Linked DNA regions of Columba livia: region 1 is linked to region 2. A link is a contact called in public Hi-C data. All regions are on one chromosome and are shown on one strand. The core of a region is the stretch at or near the end of the contact, and the rest is flanking DNA. Distances in the headings are between cores, read along the strand shown.

Evidence for each region. Hi-C and Micro-C count contacts between places; a contact is called where the count stands out from the background.
Region 1: a contact with region 2 is called in a Hi-C map of crop, with 2.4 times the contacts expected there. The contact joins two enhancer-like sites. A contact is called at or near these places in 2 of 2 Hi-C or Micro-C datasets (crop and liver).

Annotation. Positions count from the first base shown.
Region 1 is chr1:197,500,400-197,503,099 of bColLiv1.pat.W.v2, forward strand. No RefSeq gene overlaps it. Among named protein-coding and RNA genes, the nearest start is that of KMT2E, 27 kb to the left of the region's middle. Within about 2 kb of position 1,327, at least 1 of the 3 cell types and tissues checked has an H3K27ac peak away from gene starts, as active enhancers do.
Region 2 is chr1:197,282,112-197,284,850 of bColLiv1.pat.W.v2, forward strand. All of the region lies in intron 2 of SRPK2 (SRSF protein kinase 2), which reads left to right. Among named protein-coding and RNA genes, the nearest start is that of SRPK2, 17 kb to the left of the region's middle. Within about 2 kb of position 1,315, at least 1 of the 3 cell types and tissues checked has an H3K27ac peak away from gene starts, as active enhancers do.

The DNA.
Region 1 (2,700 bases), core at 77-2,576, 220 kb after region 2:
TTTAGCTAACCTTGACAGATTTAATTTCCAAGATTGTCCAGTATTCCATTAAGCTAATATTAAACATCAGCATTCACAGCATCCTTATCATGATGTCTGTTAAACACTGAGCTGATACCATGTAGAACTTCTATCACAACCTCAGTATCTTACTTCTGAGTACCACTGGTCTGCTCTGACCACACGTATGAGCACGTATATGTGAAGTTAGAATTGCTTTTCTGCCTGTGCATCATTTTACATTTATCTATATTGAATTCTGTCTGCTGTTTTATTGCTCACTGACTGATTCTTCGTGCAGTCTGTCACCCCTCATTCTCACCACGCTCAATAACTTCCATCATCGGTAAACTCTGTCATATTTTTGTTCACTCCCTTTTCCAGGTACAATGAACCAGACAGCTCCATCACAGATCTTTGGGGAATTACACTGATTAACTGTCTTCTGTTTCCCATCTTTTAACAACTATTTGCCCCTGGATGGATCTTCCCTCTTAAGCCATGACTGTTTGGCTTCTTTAAAGGCGTTGAGGAACATGCTTGAAAGCTTTCTTGAAACTCAGATACACTTATCAACCAAACCGTGCTCGTCCTTGTGGCTGCTGAGCCCTTCCATGAATAATAATGCTTGATATAGATTTCCATTTATTAAAAAAAAAATTCTGGGTTCTTCCAAAGTATATGATATTTCTCTGTTTAATAATTCTTTTTGTTATTATAGTTTCTACTGTTTGCTCATAGGTGAAGCTTTGTACAGAAATATGCCTGTGTGGATAATTGTATGACTTCGGCAATGTGCCTACGTTTTGATGTACTTTCCTACATTCTTTGTAGGATGTCATGAAAATATCACAGCATGGTATGTTTCTGTAGAGAGCAAGTAATATCCATGAAGTGTATTCTAACAAAAGGAAAGTGCTGTGGAAGTGCACAGAATTCATGTTATTATGTAAGTTAAATCTAACAGGAGTTACCATTCATCATAGCAACAGAGCAGGTACAACAAAAAAGGATTAAATCAGGGGTTTGTACATATTTTGAAGTTACCAAGAGTTATTTGCCCATACCTGATGGCATACTTGAATTTCACCCAGTGAAGACTAGAAATTCCTTTAGCCCATAGATACAATTTTTTAGGGTCTGGGCTGAAAGTTTCCCTCTCACACTTGAGCAGGAGCAGTTTCAGGTGACTGAATGTAAGGATTGTTCCTAGCACCCATGTCCAACCCTTGTAAGTTTTCAGTCAGCTCTGGGGCCATCTGTCATGAGTTGTTAGCTACCTTGTTCAGTGTGAGTGACTATCTTGTGACCGTACCCAATGCTATGTGAAAAACAATGCAGACAGGCATTTGGGAATCTGCAGCTTATGAGAGAGGGGTGTGAAAAGTGCCTTTCCTTTGCCCGCTGAGGTCTTTGTGCTTCACTTGTCCTTTCATGAAGGGGAGGGGGAAAGACTCCAGGCAGAAATGAAGAAAGTTTTTCCGAGTAGCAGGGTCTTCAGCAAAGTACTGGGTGAAGCTCTTTGGAAGGCAGCACAGCTTCACTTGTGTGGTTTGCATAGCTGAAATAGCTCATGTAAATGAATTCAGAGACAAATCTCCTTAGCAAACTCAGCCATTCCCAAGCACAGAATGTTGTCATTAATAATTTGAGCAAAGTGTGTGGTCGTTGCTGTTCTTTCGTTAAACTACGTACTTTAGAACATCAATAAAAGCCTTCCTTGTGGCTGCACAGCTTAATCTCAGTGTCTGAAAACCTGACAGTGCCAGGTCTGATACAGCTGCTGGTAAAGGATCGTTTGCAGTTTTACTCATAAATTATCCAATGAAAGCAAAATACGAGAGGCAGGGTGGGTGAAAACCTCAAACAAATCCAGCAATTTGGGAGTAAATTATCCTCTCTGTTTTACTGAGCTTCTGAACTACTGCTTGATGAATAATGCTGTGAGAGTTTCTAGCAGACTGGCAGTTTTATTGTAATGTTTTGATAAAGCAAGAAGTGCTCATACGAGCATAGGCCTCTTAGGTCTGTGGATTGAAATGTGTGCACTGGCCGGGTGTAAGAACTGGCATTGCTGAGGTACAGGGAAGCACATACTTCGCAAAAGGCTGAGTCCAAATTGATGTTTAACATCCCATTCATGCTCTGTTTCACGGTAAGTGTGTGTATGCTTTTCCCTAAAATACACAAGAGGAAGCAGGACATATTTAGAAGGGAATATGTCTTGCATTTACAGGTAAGAGTGTGTACATGGATGCTCCCTGGAGAGCTGCTGGCTAGTGGTTACTAGCTTGTACATCCATCCTTATTCAGCATCACAGCAGTTAACTGCTGCCTTTTAAAAAATGAATTGTTTAAATCCGTATGAAATCCTAGGTGTGTCTAGGGGCCAGCTCTGAGCTCTGACTATTGCGGCATTCTGCTCCTGTGTGCAAGATTATCTTTCTAGTTAAGCCTGAATAGAGTTCATATCAATCTGTCAATAATCAGTGGAAGGGATGTCATAATGCAATGTCTGGTACTGTAAAAAAAAATAAATAAAATAAATACAAGTCCTTGAAAATGTGTTTGGAAAGGAACTGCCTTATTCTTAACAGCTGCAGGTCTGGCAGCAGCAGCTCATGAAGAGGTGTGGGAATTAGCTGAACAGTGTCCCTGCTGGCAAGGAGAGCTCGGAGGCTGGATGCTACTGATATGAGA
Region 2 (2,739 bases), core at 65-2,564:
AATTCTCTTAGCCATCCTTTTTCTTGGGGCATATTGTAGTCAAAAATATTAATAATGCTGTGTCATTTCTGCTAAACCGCTTTTCTTCTAGGTGTGGCAAGCGCTTTGCACAGTGGGTGTCTGTGCCCTCGTGGCATTCTTGTTCTGAATGCTTTGCTTTCTGTGACAGCATGGTGTCTGTGTTACCACACACTTTCTGTGTCTGAGCCTTTCCAAATGTTTCTCCTTTAACATTTTTCTGACACTTTTCTCTAATTTGTCTTGCTGATGCTCTCTTGCCTCTTGAGGAAGCTCCTGGTTCTGTAAGGACCAGGACAGATAAGACACAAACTTAACATTCCTTGTGATTCAGTGTCCATTGTGCTTTTCTTGTACTGACTTTTTTTCCTGATGTTTGAACAGTCCTTAATTTCTTTTTTTTTTTTTTTTCTGGGGATCCTATTAAGAAAGAGTCCTGAATGCCATTGTTCCTGTAAAAGCTGGATATTCTGTTACTGACTTAGTCACTGAGCAGGTCCCTGATCACATTCCTATCAGGGAGAGAATTGTTTTCTTTGGAAACAAGAGTCCTTGAATATGTTGAAAAAACCCACAACAACAAACCAACAGATGGGCTGCTTGAACTACCTGCCTCAGCAAGTATCCCGTCAGGATGAGCGCTCTGTAGATAGGCCCGCGTTTTTGTCCAAGGCACATCAGAAAGTGGGAGGTTTCGTGGGATGTCTGTTTTTTTTTTTATATCTCCCTCACATGTTGCAAATGTTAGCTCTGTTAGCTCCTGCCATTTAATCTAATGTTTTTTGCAGCGCTTTCCAATTTAAAGCTTATAGACTGCACATCCTTTCAATATTCTTTTCCATGCAAACAACAAGTTTTTTTATTTTCCCTTCTGCTTCTTGAAGCTAAAGTAAATTCTGTTTATATGTATTTGGTTTATGTCTCCCAGGGATCCGGCAGAACAGTAATGTGGTTTTGAGCCTGGCAGCAGTGCTGCCCTGGGGAGCAGGGCCTGCAGGCTGCTTCTGTGGTGAGGGAGATGGGGGGTTCTGAAGAGGAGAGCCTCTAAAGCAGTAGAGGTTGAACACTCACTCTCCAAGCAAATTGATCCATTGCTTCTTTAAAATCACCAGAAGTGCTTAAAATAGTTTATTGCTTCTTCCTGTACCTTATTATTTGTGCTCAGGGGGTGCTGCCAGTATGCGTGTGTTTGTAGATGCTGGTAAATACGAAGACTTTGTGGTTCATCTGTATTCCAATGACTCCTTGAGCGTGACCTGGCAGGCCGGGAAAAACAATTTGCAATGACTTTGCAGAACTACAAGAAGTACAATGCTGACAGGACGTGTTGGTGGCTGGCTGAGAAATTTTGAGAAATGGCAGTGGTCTGGGCATCAAAATCTCCTGAGTCCCTCTGCTGCCTGTGTGGATTTTCATTCTTCTTCAGTACTGCATGCATTTGAGAAACGGGATCAGCAAAGCCCGGATCTATTTTTGGCAGCTGCAATACAAAAACATTCCTTTGTGTGTAGTAGAGCTATTTTCCTTACTTGCTTTTTCTTTTAAAAAGAAGAGCAAATGCGATGCAGTTTGGCTGCAGGGAATTATATGACTCATTTAGTAAATAGTGAATACAAAGAAAAATAGTGTGTCTATTTTATTGCAGTTTTCTGCTGTATGTTTCTGTTGTCTCAGATTCTAATAAGGAAATTATCCAAGTAGCCTAGGCCCAGGGTATTGTTTTGAAAAATAACTAAGTCACATGCTACAAAATCAAGGTGTTCCCATTAAGTTAAAATTTCTTTCCATTTGTGTTCAAGTACTTCACAGAATCACAGAATGTCAGGGATGGGAAGGGACCTCAAAAGCTCATCCCGTGCAATCCCCCTGCTGGAGCAGGAACACCCAGATGAGGTTACACAGGAAGGTGTCCAGGCGGGTTTGAATGTCTCCAGAGAAGGAGACTCCACAACCTCCCTGGGCAGTTTGTTTACATGATACATGTTGAATTTTACTTAATTTCTACTTCAACAAAAGGTCACTTCTCTGTAGAACGTTAATGAAGTTCAAAATATAAAGAGCTGTGTAAATGGTAGGCAATGTCTACAGGGTTAAAACTGAAATTTTATCTGGCAAAACAGCCAGTTATCTGTATGCTATGAATAATTTGAACATAAGGAAACACTCAAATAGTTAAGAGGAGTCAGTTCCAGCCCCTTGCCCCACAGCTGCTTCTTTCAGTACTCTTTAGTATGTTTTTTAAATGTTGTTTTTTTTCCTTTCCTGTTTAATCTTTCCACAGAGGGTTGGGAGTCCTGTGGCAGCAAGCGGGACGTTGCCCATCAGTTACCATTGAGTCTCAGCTGCACACTTGGCTTGACTTTTTTGCCTGCTTCTCTTTGCATTGCATGGTCAATAAAATCAGTCAGAAATGCAATGTTGAAAATGCTTCACAGAGGTAGATTTTATTATTCGATATTAGGATCATGGGGAGTATACAAAAAATAAAAGCAACTGTCCTTTTAACTGTCATGATATCGTATCCAGTCTGATTTTTCTCACTTGAAGAATGAGAAATTTAAGTATATTCCATTCTGAAATGGGTGGGGGATTGCAACTATTGTCCTTTTCAGGTTTTCAGTGAGTTCTGTCCCCTTCTACAGTCAGGTTTTCTTTGATTTATTCTTCAGTATAGCAATTAAATTTTGTTTTGGTGGATTTAAGTGCTGAGAGCATGTTGGC